3 separate regions of the Mus musculus genome follow, and all the other regions are linked to region 2. Evidence: chromatin contacts called from public Hi-C data. All regions are on one chromosome and are shown on one strand. Each heading gives the region's core, a stretch centred on a gene start, on an enhancer-like site or on the middle of the called end of the contact. The rest is flanking DNA. Distances are from core to core; before and after follow the strand shown. Region 1 has its middle 260 kb from the start of Gria2. Region 2 holds the start of Gask1b (golgi associated kinase 1B). Region 3 has its middle 190 kb from the start of Gria2.

The links. A called contact is a pair of places that touch in the nucleus more often than the background predicts.
Region 1: a Hi-C map of cortical neurons shows a contact between it and region 2, with 2.2 times the contacts expected there. The contact joins the enhancer-like site here to the promoter of Gask1b in region 2. A contact is called at or near these places in 1 of 39 promoter capture datasets (liver) and 2 of 484 Hi-C or Micro-C datasets (cerebral cortex and cortical neurons).
Region 3: a Hi-C map of cortical neurons shows a contact between it and region 2, with 3 times the contacts expected there. The contact joins the enhancer-like site here to the promoter of Gask1b in region 2. A contact is called at or near these places in 4 of 39 promoter capture datasets (embryonic stem cells, hippocampal neurons and liver), 1 of 484 Hi-C or Micro-C datasets (cortical neurons) and 1 of 9 other capture datasets (embryonic stem cells).

The regions. Positions count from the first base shown.
Region 1 is chr3:80,539,321-80,544,370 of GRCm38.p6, reverse strand. No RefSeq gene overlaps it. Among named protein-coding and RNA genes, the nearest start is that of Gria2, 260 kb to the left of the region's middle. Within about 2 kb of position 2,805, at least 17 of the 459 cell types and tissues checked have an H3K27ac peak or open chromatin away from gene starts, as enhancers often do. A contact at or near this core is called in cortical neurons, where this site is marked.
Region 2 is chr3:79,883,197-79,887,604 of GRCm38.p6, reverse strand. Gask1b (golgi associated kinase 1B) reads right to left here and starts at 1,675. Exons shown (of 4, transcript NM_133187.3): 1 at 475-1,675. The coding sequence starts at 1,378. Gm36569 (a long non-coding RNA gene) reads left to right here and starts at 799. Exons shown (of 3, transcript XR_375740.1): 1 at 799-1,509.
Region 3 is chr3:80,606,672-80,611,655 of GRCm38.p6, reverse strand. No RefSeq gene overlaps it. Among named protein-coding and RNA genes, the nearest start is that of Gria2, 190 kb to the left of the region's middle. Within about 2 kb of position 3,000, at least 18 of the 459 cell types and tissues checked have an H3K27ac peak or open chromatin away from gene starts, as enhancers often do. A contact at or near this core is called in cortical neurons, where this site is marked.

The sequences.
Region 1 (5,050 bases), core at 1,556-4,055, 660 kb before region 2:
TGCACAGATAAGGAGGAAGTGAGCAACAGTACAGTAAACAGAACCGAATCAAGAGATTGAAAGTCGTATTTCACTTGGGTAAAGAATAGAAGGAGCCTGTAAACAAACAAACAACAACAAAACCCAGATGTTGTCACAAGACATTTGCTGCAAAGCAAGCAATGAATTAGGCAATGAGCGAAAAAGAATTCCATGGAAATAGGAGTATATTCAGGGCAGTGATACAATGTACTTGAATAGTGATGGAAATTAGCTAATTAAACATAGACAATTTGGAGGAGAGTATTAACAGAATAGACAAATATGCTCAAATGGAGTGAAGCTGCCTAGGACCCTTTGGAATAAGAATTCCTGTATTTAAATTCGGGCTAATCAGCAGGGTGTGGGGATTTTTTTTTTTCCTTTTTAGTCTGCAGCCAAGGCAGATGGATGGTTGTATGGAGACACTGCAGCTAGACTTGTTTGCCTGCTGGTCTATTGATTCTAGACTTGAAAACAAAATGATGGATCCAGTGAGAAAAACCTGAATACAAACTAGAGTTCCCAAGAGTTCTAAAATATTGTTTTTATTTATGACTGGTATTTATTGTATTTTAAATGCTTGTTTATTGTAATGTTTATTTTAAAATAGTTATGTGTATTTATTGAAATACACATAAGGCTTCTTGTGATTTACTTAGTTCCATGACCCTCAAAAATATGATCATGAAGAAAATTGTTTTCAATGGTTGACCTTGTGTTGACTCTCCTCAGTATTTATGCGTATAAACCCAATACTCTTTTTGGAACATCAGGTAAATGAGCACAATACAACTTTTAGGAGAATTTTACCCAGCACATCTCTTAATAGAAATACAGTGACATTCCTTTCTCTCTCTGTCTCTTCTTTCAGTCTCTCCCTGTTGTTCTCCCTTGAATCACATTCATGCCTGTCCTCTCCTTGAAGCTTACACCTCTGTTTCTTTACTATTGTTACCTACATATATATGTAAGTGTGTATGCACTAGCACAAATATAAGTGCAACCCCTGATCCCATTTTTGCTGTTTCTACATAATGATTTCAGTACCAATCACCTAACATTGTACAACCAATGAAGGGTCACATCACTTAGAGAGACTAACTCTCTTTATCCCACCCATCTATATATGGAGACCCTGTGAATTTTTCCCCTTTTCTTTTTTTTTTTCTTTTTTTAGTATAAAAAAGATTTATTTGATTTTTTTAAGGTAATTTCTTCTTCTTTTTTTTCCATTTTTTATTAGGTATTTAGCTCATTTACATTTCCAATGCTATACCAAAAGTCCCCCATACCCACCCACCCCCACTCCCCGACCCACCCACTCCCCCTTTTTGGCCCTGGCGTTCCCCTGTACTGGGGCATATAAAGTTTGCGTGTCCAATGGGCCCTCTCTTTCCATTGATGGCCGACTAGGCCATCTTTTGATACATATGCAGCTAGAATGAATTTATGAAATTCCTAGCCAAATGGATGGACCTGGAGGGCATCATCCTGAGTGAGGTAACACATTCACAAAGGAACTCACACAATATGTACTCACTGATAAGTGGATATTAGCCCCAAACCTAGGATTCCCAAGATATAAGATACAATTTGCTAAACACATGAAACTCAAGAAGAATGAAGACTGAAGTGTGGACACTATGCCCCTCCTTAGAATTGGGAACAAAACACCCATGGAAGGAGTTACAGAGACAAAGTTTGGAGCTGAGATGAAAGGATGGACCATGTAGAGACTGCCATATCCAGGGATCCACCCCATAATCAGTATCTAAACGCTGACACCATTGCATACACTAGCAAGATTTTATCGAAAGGACCCAGATGTAGCTGTCTCTGGTGAGACTATGCCGGGGCCTAGCAAACACAGAAGTGGATGCTCACAGTCAGCTAATGGATGGATCACAGGGCTCCCAATGGAGGAGCTAGAGAAAGAACCCAAGGAGCTAAAGGGATCTGCAACCCTATAGGTGGAACAACATTATGAACTAACCAGTATCCCCTTTTCTTTAACATGTCTATTGATACTGGCATTGTTTTTCAGTCTTGTTTAAGGCAATCATTTCGAGAATAGACTGTTTCACATCAGACATTCTAGTATTATGGCTTTTACATTCTATTTGTTCTCTAGTCTGTGATATGTGATATATCCTGAACTATAGATACAAGTACTATAATGTAGATGTACCCACTGAAGCTAGTTTCTGCACAATTTGTTGATCTCTGCATTGTGATCAGTGGCAGGTATCGGTAATGCTCTCAATTACCATTGAAAAGAGGCTTCTTCATTGAAGGTAGTAGCTACATTTATCTGTGGGTCCAGGAATAAGACATAAAATGTAGTGAGGAATTATGCTGACCTAGCAAAGTGGCAGTAATGCATTACATTCTAAGGTTCATGATCTCACTAGCCCTTGCAGGCTGTCTAGACAGCATCTCTATTGTCTCCTAACTTAATGGTACCTTCTAAGATGCTTTTACTTTAATAAAACATTTTTCCCATTGTGGGATGCTAAAATTCATATGACATAGTTGATGCAATAGCTTTCATTTTTAGACTGAAGGAAATACCCCAATTATATCTAAGATGAAAAGTATATGAACACATAGTCCTGTCCCTATTTTTCTCTGTATTTAGACAAATAAGTCTTACTCTCTAGTGCAGAAGGAATAACAGGGTTCTAATTATTCATATTCTCCTTCCTCTGTCTCTCATAATGCCATTCTGTCACCTCCTACTCTTCCTCAACCCCTCTTCTCCAGAAGGCTGGGCCATCTGGGGCTCTACCCCATGAGAACATAACAGGCTGCTCCCTTCAAAATGCAGCTTTCTGATGAAAGGCTTCATATTATAGCTCACTCATCATTTGCATTTTTTGCATCTTTCAAACATTGCAGATAGTTGACTCATAATTTATGGCATAAATTAAATGGAAGGGTTGGGTTCATTTAAATTATTAATAAAAATATCAAATTCCAAGAAGGGTCCAGAGAAGAAAATGAAGGGCTGATGGAGAAATAGCCTATATAAAAGCCAAGTCTACGATTATGACTTGTGGCTAAAATCCTATGCAAAGTAGGACATTATGCAGAGGCTTAAATATCCCACTTATAAATCCATCCTTTCCTTTTTTGAGGGGTTAATACAATACCATCTTCTTTAGGTTTTGATACTCAGTGAGATTTCTGCCTATCTCTGCCATTATTGGGGATTTTTAATTTTAGCATTTTGAATCAGCAAAATAATTCACAGATGACAAACACGAAACATGTAGGTTTGCAGTGAAGAATTAATTTCTGCTGTGAGAAATAAATGTTGGATTTCTGCTACATTCGCCTGCTGACACCCCAAAGCTCACTGCAGTTTTTGGAAGTAGGACTTTAGGGAGGTCATTGAAGATTGACAGCTTTTTATGAGGACTAGGTTACTCCTTTCCCATTTGGGCTGAGTGAAGTTCTAAGAAGATTGGCTGCAAAATTGGGAACATTTGTTCACCAAGCAGAACAACTTCTGTATTAATCACCCCACCCTCTAAAACTGTTAGCAATAAAATGAATAAGCATTTGCAGTCTACTGGATTCTGTGGTAGCAATACAAACCTAGGTACCTGAACCTCAAACCACTCACCCAGTATGTTAACTGTTATTATTGTTGTTATCTCCTATGCTCTTCCCCCATGTCATGAGTCTTCTCTATATTTGTAGGATCCATATGTAAAAATGAGTATGAATATACATTTGAATGCTTAGATGTATGATTGTGATTCCTTTGTATGAAACTAACATCACATATCCTGCTTTTTGTTACTGTTTAGACATGTACAGAGAGAGAGAGAGAGAGAGAGAGAGAGAGAGAGAGAGAGCCTGATCCTCACATCTTTTTTTATTGAGACAAAGAGATTTCTATTCCTTTATTGTGACTGATTGTGCCATTGAAGGGAAATGTAGTACACTGCTTAAGTAGCATGAAGTTTTTGATATTAGAAATGATTGTGCTACAATAAAAGAGCTTGCATGTAAGCCATTTTTCAGATACAGTGTTATAGATGAACCAGAAACCATAGACGTACTGCTGTAATAATACTGCATTTATATTAGGTTTTTATGGAGATTGTACAATCATTTCCAAAACAATGAGTGAAATATTATCCCTGTCTTCCCTCTCAGTAAGTCCTAACACCATTGTTAGCTTGTGAATGCCAGATGTCTGGGATCCATCTGCTTCCATGCCTACAGGGATAGGGTCACAGAAGTGTGTCCTTGCCAAGGTTTTCACATGAATTCTGAGGATCTGAACTTAGGTTTTTATGTTTGAGCAGTAACCACTTTAGCCACTGAGCCATCTCTCTCTCTCTCTCTCTCTCTCTCTCTCTCTCTCTCTCTCTCTCTCTCTCTGTGTGTGTGTGTGTGTGTGTGTGTGTGTGTATTCATACTGCTTTTAGAACTCAAATGCAAGTATGAACACACTACATATTTCCACTGAAGAAGTATCTTTTTTTTTCTTTCCATTTTTTATTAGGTATTTAGCTCATTTACATTTCCAATGCTATACCAAAAGTCCCCCATACCCACCCACCCCCACTCCCCTACCCGCCCACTCCCCCTTTTTGGCCCTGGCGTTCCCCTGTTCTGGGGCATATAAAGTTTGTGTGTCCAATGGGCCTCTCTTTCCAGTGATGGCCGACTAGGCCATCTTTTGATACATATGCAGCTAGAGTCAAGAGCTCCGGGGTATTGGTTAGTTCATAATGTTGATCCACCTATAGGGTTGCAGATCCCTTTAGCTCCTTGGGTACTTTATCTAGCTCCTCCATTGGGAGCCCTGTGATCCATCCATTAGCTGACTGTGAGCATCCACTTCTGTGTTTGCTAGGCCCCGGCATAGTCTCACAAGAGACAGCTACATCTGGGTCCTTTCGATAAAATCTTGCTAGTGTATGCAATGGTGTCAGCGTTTGGATGCTGATTATGGGGTGGATCCCTGGATAAGGCAGTCTCTACATGGTCCATCCTTTCATCTCAGCTCCAA
Region 2 (4,408 bases), core at 426-2,925:
GTGATTTGCAAAAGCACTGAGTGCTCTTAACCACTGAGACATCATTTCTATGCCCCACCCCCCAACCCCTTACTCTTTAAACCATCCTAGGAAGGAAGTTTCCATAGAAACCTGTAAGGTTCTATGCAAGGCTGTCAGCAAGCTCTGTACCCTGGCTTCCTGTCATCGTGCAAACTGTCACTAGTTTTAATTAGATTTAACATGCCACGAAAAAGTGCACAGAGAGAAACGGAGAGCAAAGATTGCAGTGTGGGCTTTCCCTCACATGCCCAGCACAGCTGTGCATTAGAACTCTAATATCCCCAGACTGGGAAATAGAAGAATGCCACGCGTATGGAAAAATGACGCTACTGCTGCTGCTGCTGTCCAAATGGGAAACATGGGTGGGGAAAATAATTCAGAGAGAGTGGGGGAAAGGAGAAAACGATCCCAAATCCCCAGCAGCTGCAAATAAGAAGCAAGTGAATCTGTTACCTTGGATGAACTCTAATTTCCTGCTCACAGATGGCAGGGTCCTGTTGAGACCCAGGATCCTGTCCAGGTGGAAGGCGAACACTTCACTCATGTCCAGCGGCTGCTTGAGAAGCCCACAGGGGCTAGGCCCGCAGCCAGGCACAGAGCCTGAGGTGCTCCCTTCCAACACCAGCAAGCGGGTACCACTCTTAGAGATAGGTAGGATGCTAGCCACCTCACTATCAGCCAGGAGGCGCATTCTGCGGATGTCTTCTTTGCTCAGCCATGAGGGGGCGCTCTCGCTATAAATCCTAATGTTGCTCTCTCGGGCCCTAGGCTGCTGCAAGTTTGAACCTCTAGTTCTGACTCCAGGACCACGCAGCACCCTCCAGGGTCGTTCACCAACCTTGGTTAGGTAACCCTGAACATAGCCAGGTACTTCAGCATCTGCTGCCCGTGCAGCTTCCTGCTGTATAAGGGATGGTCTAACCAGCACCTCCTGATCAGGGGCTGCAGATGCCACCGCATACTTCTTCCTGCGCTTGGGTTTCACCGTGCCACGGATATTCGCAGGCTTGCTGCGCTTGGAGCGTAGAGTAATGTACACCACGTTGGGCTGCAAAGTGCTTCCATTGCCCTGCAACTCTGGAGGGGCCAGGGTACCATCCAGGGGAATCTCAGAGAAGGGTACCTTGAAGATGTCGTGACCGTTGGGTGGTCCCCTGTCAGTCGCCTGCCCATGCTGAAAGGAACCTCTGCCCACCTGGCTCACCAGAAAGCCCAGGTAGATGGCACAGGCAGTGCCCAGCAGGAGGTTCCGTCTGGTCCTGGGACGCCGACTACTCCAAAGTTTACACACTCGTGGGGCGCACAGAGAGCAGACAAACCAGTTTACGAGCTGCCCCGGCTTGTCTGGACAGGTCATTTCTCTGCCGCTTCCACATGCTGAACTGAGTTTAAAGTCTGCAGCTGGCTCCGGGTGACATGATTCATGGCTTCCTGAATCCAGCCGTCCAGTCCGCTTCGCTATCTAAGTGGTCTCCAACAGGCAGAGAGGTAAAAGAGAAGGGTCGCTGCTGCGGGTTCTGGGAACGCTTTGTGAACTGGCCACCGCAAGCCTTTTAAACTCCTATCAGCCTTTCCCAGGAGAAAGGAGGGCTGACTCTGGGAATGAATGGAAACAAGAGTTGACTGAATCACTAACTCAACCCATTTCAGTTCCTCTACAAGAGGAAAGAGGCGAGTAACCCTTTCCTTCCACAAATTCTACCAAGTTTGGTGTAAAGTTTAAAATGCGGAAGCAAGATAGGTGTGTGAGTCTGATTTTACTTTAAAGTAATGAAGACAAGCTGCAAAGAGCGTTTGCTAGCTCACAGTTAAAGCCACTACATCTGAGAAGCAAAACTCTTAAAAGTCATCAACCAGGATCCCCTGCAGACCCCCTTTTTGTGATTCAGAAATAAGAAAAGAAATAAATACTTTTTAAGATTTTTATAGACACCCTAACTTTTGTAAGATATATATTACAAAAATATCAAGTAGTGAGTTCATATTTAAACATATTCTCTTAACTAATGTTCCACATTGTTTTCACAATATATTCCATATCTAAAATTGTTATTTAACTACCCCTTGATGTTTATATAGCTTGAAAAGGGTGAGTTCTCTCTCTCTCTCTCTCTCTCTCTCTCTCTCTCTCTCTCTCTCTCACACACACACACACACACACACACACACACACACACAACTTTTTATTCCTTTTCTTTCCACTAAAGAGAGCAAAAATGAAAGAAAAGAATATCTAGGTTTTTTGGTGGGTTTTTTTTTGTTGTTTTTTTTTTTGTTGTTGTTTTTTTTGCCTTTTTCTTCACATTTTTAAATAGAGGGAAAAAGTTGTTTAAGAAGAAAAACAAAACTTTACTTACACAGCTGGCCCCACGCTTAGCTCCAGGAAGAATGGAATTCCTGACTCTAATGCACAGAACTTTGAAAGGCTGAGGCACGTAAGGAGAACATATTTCATGGCCAAGGGTGTTCCACCTTTCAAACATCTCGGCTCAGCCTTAAAAGCTGCCGCCTTCTAACAGCGGAGCAAAATGATTTGTAAACTGGCTGCTGCGCCGTTTTCAGACACGTGAGGTTCTTTTTAAAGATGACTAAAAAAATAAAAAATAAAATTTAATTTTGAATTTCTCCAAACACAGCTCAGACCCAGTTTTCATTCAAACAACTTTCTGCTCCTTTCAGCCCCTGGGAGCCCCCTAGTGTCTCATTTGCTAAGCGACACAGAAATGGCAGCCTTGGGAAGCTGAAGTGATCTGAAGTGTTTTGCTGGAGTTGGCGGAGACCCTGTTGCCAAATAAATACCTTAGAAAAATGAGGAGTGCCCACTGACCCCTGCCTGACCCCACGGAGTTGGGAAGGGGAAACTGGACGCCAGAGTCCAGGGCCTGCAACTTACCTTACATCTGGGCTGTTTGCAGACTAACTCTTGTCTCCCACCAGTTCTCGATGGGGGTAAAACGGCCAGGAAAGGTAGACAAAGCTAAGAAGGGGGTCACTGGAAATGAGTAGAGAAACGGAAGCGTGAGATAAGAGTGGGGTGTAGGGAGATGAGAAGGTTCTTGCAGCATGCAAATGAACACAGCAACAGCCCTCAGAAGGCAGCCTGGACCCCTTCTGATTGGAGGTCTTCTGAAAACAGGTTAGTGATTGGCCTGGGTCATTTGCATGTCCTGGCACAAAGGCAGGATCAGATGACCTTGGGGTCTCACTGGGCTTACTTGTCTCTGCTTCCACAGCAAACAGAATCAAACAAGAAGCCACCAATGGGATAGGGACGATTACCCCCTTTTTAGAGAAAAGGCTGTGATGTGGTGGGAAATGAAAATAATAGAATATGATGCTGTATAATCCTTAAAATATCGTGTTACAATGCCAAAAAAAAAAGCAAAGATTTTCCCATTCTCAAACTATTCTTCCTCTTTAAAAGTTATGATACATCATGAAAAGAGACAAATCAGAGATGGACAGGAACCTTAAAGTTCTGACTGGCTTTGACTAAACTTAATGAGAATTCGGGCACTGAAGTCATTTTCTTTATGCTCCAAAACTCTTAAAGCAAACTCTATGAACATGAATTTGTTTTCTAGAAAGTATCTCAGAAGTTTCTGAGATGGGACAATGGCAGAACTGCTTTTTTGTTTGTTTGGTTGGTTGGTTTGGCTTGGTTTTTTCGAGACAGGATTTCTCTGTGTAGCTCTGGCTGTCCTGGAACTCTTTGTAGACCAGACTGGCCTCAAACTCAGAAATCCACCTGCCTCTGCCTCCCGAGCGCTGGGATTAAAGGTGCGCGCCACCACGCCCGGCTCAGAACTGCTTTTTATAGCTATCTTGTACTTTACGCATATTCAAAAGATTAATTGACCTAAGTAAGCCTTTACAAAGGAAAGCCCTGAGCTGAGGTGTGGCTTGCTGATAGAGCACTAGTTTAGCATGTGGGAGCTCTTAAAGTCCTATTTTTGACAACATAAAATATTAAATTAAAAACTCATAGATAAACATTTGGCAGAAGCCTCTTCCAGACGTTTTAAAGGCAACTTTAGGGGGCACCTAGGAAGCAGAAGGTTGTGTGGGCTCATAAATCCAGCTGATTCCTCTCTTACCTGAAAAGAATGTTCCTTATAAGGAAAGATTCAGTTCATTATTCCCCTCCTTCCATCACAATGGGGACTAACAGGAGCTAAGCCGTGTGGTCAGCAAAGGATAAGTCAGAAACGTGGCTCTGCCCCTCAATTACTGTGGTGCAGACTGGAACCGGTCTCATCTTCAGTATTGAGGAGTCCACATCCAAGAGTCAGACAACAGCACTCGCCCTGAGGGCTCCCCCTTGTGGTTAAAGGAGTCAGCATGGATGGAAGGACCTTCTGGAAGAGTTGGTGATGTGTTTGTCTTT
Region 3 (4,984 bases), core at 1,751-4,250, 720 kb before region 2:
AATAAATAAATAAAATCTTTCAAATTAAGAACAACACTCTACATGTGAAAGACATTGATGTTCTTTTCTTCATATTGTTTTAATTCCAACAAACATTTGAAACCAGTTAATGAATGTATTCGGAAGATAATTTGCAGTCTTCCTGAAACACAAATTTAAATCATAACTGTTAGAAGGTATTTTATTAAGGCATAATGTTAGCCTGAGATCAAGGTCTAGAGATTCTTTATCATCTTCAGCAAATGCGTCTTTGTTAAGTTCTGCAAATAATATTCTTTGTAGAATTATATAAATGACAATATTTATTAAAATTAGTATTATATTAATAATATTATTAGAGATAAGAATATAGTTTACTATGTGAAATAGTAAGATAAAGAAAGAGCTCCTGGTTGGGACTGGCGTAGTATTTACCAGCATTCTCTGCTATCCTTTCTCTACGTTGACATACGTAGTCTTGGGACTAATTTAGAAGGAAAACCTATACTCACACAATAACCTACACTCTATCTTTTTCCATGACAGTATCCTCATAAAGTATTTTTTTTAATGTACAGGAGTTATCTTATGTGAAGATTTGTCTCTTTCAACCTAATAGTAAATTTATTTTATTTTTATATTTGTGTGAACCCAGAGATATTCATTTTATTTGCACCAATACAGCATTGGCCATTTTTAATAGTATTTTAATTACTTAATCTAGTGCTTGATTGTTCATTTGACTCTTCAAATTGTCCCAGCTTTGGGTATTTATACTCTCTAAGTTTATGTCCTTTTAACATGACCACATCCAGAAAACTTAAAAATAATCCAAGAAAATATTCTATAATTAAAGACATTCTGAATGCAAGTATGATTAACTTGCTGAAAGAGACAAGTTGCACAGTAAAATTAATGGCATTTTTATGTCCTAAGAGTAAGCAGGATTTGACGATGCTTTGTGAGAGATAATTTTATGTGAGTTCGTGGGTGATCTTCCTTGTACCAGACAAAAAATGACACTTATTCCCTGTTCTCATTCTTATGCTTGCTCAGCTGGCAGGGACCTACTGCCTTAATGACTATTTCTGCCACACAGAATTCTTTCTTTGACTAAGCATATGTAAGAAAATACCTTTCATCTTCTTTTTCTGCTGCCCACAAAAGAGGGGTTGATTGGCTTGAATATTTCAGAGAAATAGCAAGACAGCAAGAATTGGAGAGCAGGAGAGGCATTCATTTTCAGGTAAAGGTAGACAGCAGCATATTTTCCCTCTCAGTGGGAATAAGATCTTCTGATGCATTCTATTATTGTCAAATACTCTTCACAAGCTCTACCAAATGTATTTATGAAAATATGTGATGTTATATGCAAAATTCACAAAACCTTAATGACACTTTTCATTTTTCTTTTAATTGATAAAAAATGACTGCAGGTACTTCGTATTTCCTAAGTAAATATATACATGTATCATACAACATATGATGTTCAAAACGCTGTGGTAGTGTGATCATTTTCTATAATTGCAGCTTCATATATTGAAGCTCTTGCAAAATTGTAGACACAACTAAAGGCACATAGGCATGCTATCTTGTCTAGCCATGAGAATCTAGCACCCATCAAATAATGAATTAGGCCTGGATCTCCTAAGGTCCTTATTCAAATTCTCAGGCATCAAGAAACTGTCCAAGAACTGGAGGTCTTCAATGATAACTTTTCTCCTTTGCATCTCTACTTCTCCTTTCTACGGATAAGAGGAGGAGATGCTGAAAATGTGATTCAGCCCTCTCTGAAGATTTCCTCTAGAACAAAAACACAATCATGGTGGTTACTGTGAAAGTAAACTCCTTTGGACTCATGAATTGTTAGACACACATTCCAGGGTAATTGAAGGAATGAAAGTATGTTGTGTGCGAGCAGTACCATTCATGAGACAGAGACCTGATGACCTGATCAAATAAAAGAGAGAAAGAGAAATCATTTGATTGCCAGCACTGCCTTCTCTGTTTCCAGATCTACCTAGTGTCTGCCACTCCTTAGACAGGAGCTGGTCTTGACCCCAGGACTTCCACAACATCTTCTGACCCATGAAGGACTGTTGGTCCAAGCAACTATGAGCAAAAGAAATACTTTTAATTACTTTTTATCAGGCATTTTATTCTAAAAATGGAAAGAGTAACTAAGCTAGTAATGAAGGGAATTATTGGTTATCTTTGAACAAAAGAAAGAATGATCAGTCTGTAGTGATGGTGTGTTATTACAGAACTGACCCAGATAGGAAGCTCAAGGCAGAGGCTTTTCTCTCACGTAACCAAGTGGTAACAAAGTCTTGAACTTTGAACACAGTACTATCAGTTAACAAGAGGCAATAGTTTGAGGCAAATCTAAGAAACAAGACCAAAACATTATATGGAGATATAGGAAGTGGGGGAGTATTCTGTAGGATAGGATGGGGGATGTTTAAACCTCATGTCGATAGCCGTAAATACTGTCTGCAGATTGCTTTAAATAACAAAACAACATAACCCCACTTTGCTGTCCAATAAAGGTTTAGATTCACAAGAATGTTTTAGTGACCCAAGGTAGACCATCATGTCTAGAATTATCACTACGAAACTGTGTGTTTTATAACTTCTTGAGAAAGACTGCATGGTGAATGTGATGATGAAGAAATGTGTACTTTTGTTGTAAATGTTGCCCTACAGAGTTTAGATTACGGCAATCCTGTTTAAATTTTCTCTTTTCTCATTCCCAACCATGTCAGCTTCCAGGTCTTGGTTATGGTTAACAAAAGTCTTAAACAGAATTTATTGACCTAATGAGTTGTCAGCTTGGTAACTGATTCCCTGACATTTTGTTAATGGGCTGCTTTATTGCATGAAGTTAACAAATGTCTCTTGTTAGTCAAAATACTTCATAGTTCAGCAACAATTGCTCATGGGAAGGAACGGAAGAGAGAGCTAATGTCAGACCACCCACTCGGTTTTCCTGTGTTCACTTTGTACCTTCCCTGTCCTCTCTGGCTTGCCTCAGTGCCTTTCCTTACTTGTGCCCTTGATAATAGTCAAACCCTTGTTCTTATTCTGTCGCCTACAGAGAAGCACATTCTTTTCAGTTTTAAATGATGTAGGAGCTCTTTCTTCTACTAGGAATCCATGGGGCTTATTATGAAAGGGTACATTGCGTGACAGTTTGAAAATAAAACTAATTAGCTCTAAAAATATAATCCTTTCAGTTCAGGCATTTTATATTTTCAATAATAACAACAGAAATACTCATTTTTACAGTGGAGAGTACATCATTGAAAATACAAAATATTAATAGTAGTAATGAAAATTATGACATAAATAAATGTCATGACCTTGAAGCCTGAAATAAACATTTCACTGGTTTCTATTTCCATATTTTAAGATTGAGTCATGCAAAAAGAATACATTAAAATCACATCTGTAGATTACAATAATATATGTTGAATTCTAAAAATGAATAATGATTTAAACATTGCAGAGAAGACTTAGATTTAATAAGAATCCAGCTCAAATCTCACTAGAGATAGTGAATAGCAGGCTAGCCAGAAATTCCATTCGCAAATGTCTGGACTCCTGCTAGGCATTTCCTGCACATTCAAAGCTCATCACAAACATCTCCAATTAGCACCAGAGGACATTGAAAAAGGTGAAAGAGTGTTAGTGTGCACTTGCATGCAGATGCTGCTACCAAAGAAAAGCTCATTGCAGCCAGCCTACAGAGACAGCAACCTTTTTTTATGGGAGAGATTTGCATATTAAGAAAGGAATTAGGATATTTACAAGACACTTTTCAGTATTCACAAACGAAAAAAGCTCCCCTTATTCTTAAAAACCTTTGCTTTTTTGTGGGTATAAATTCTTCATGCTATGTTCCAAAGGCCATAAAAGTTCTTTACTTTATTCAGGTTTATTAAGATATTGAATCTTAATGAGAAACTCATGTTAAAAGTACTTTCTTGTATCATTTCAAGAATTGGTGTTGAAAGAGCAAGTTATTTCTTGGCATATGCAAGTGCCATTAATTATCATTGCATGAGCTCATCATTATCATTAAAAATCATCTCCTATCCTCTACACAAGGTCATTTTGCTTAAGGACCATAAGAAGAGGAAAATGTAATGCCCACAAGCTACCATTACATTTCCCAAAACTTGGTTACTTACTTTTACAATTCTCTACTTGGATGCATACCAGCTTGAATTTTATTTAAACATTTTATATTTTTAAAGTTCAATGTTTGAGCCATTTTAACACTTGCTTCACTGTGGTAATTGATTAAATATGTATATATTTGTCATATTTTTATATTAGCATCCTTAGGCATGTAAAATATTGCTATTGGTGGGCACACTAAGTCTAAAATAACCAAATAGCAAATAGCAAACTAATAAATAAATCTATCATTTCTATGCTGCTCCCTATGTGGTTGTATTTAGTTCTGGAGGGAGGGTTGTTTTGTATTGTTCTTCATTGAAAAAGTTTCTGATTCTGAGTGCAGACATCTTGACACTCTAGTACTTTTGAGGTAATGATCAGAAAGAACCATTTTCCCACTTCAGACTCATTTCCAATACAGGTTGGAATAGATATCATATTATGAATTTCCAATAGTCTAAATTACAGAAACTTATTTTATTCATTGAATAGAGCTATTGGATTTACAAAGGTAGATCATGTTTTACAGTTCAGGTGAGATAATTTAATCCTGATAATTTTATTTGCTGTGAAAAACATGTGTGAAGGATCTGAAGCTATTTTATACAGGATGGTAGAACAGTCCAGGAAATGAATAGGTAAGAAGTTTGCTTTAAATTGGAACAAGGACATTTTGTTAATTTTAAGGAAAAGTAATAGAAATAGCATAACTCTCCCCCCCCCCAGAAGGAATGCCATCCCACCCAAGTTGGTAATACATCATAATAATGAAAGACCACATAGCCACTTTTTCTTCAACTCACATGTGCAGGATCTTTTG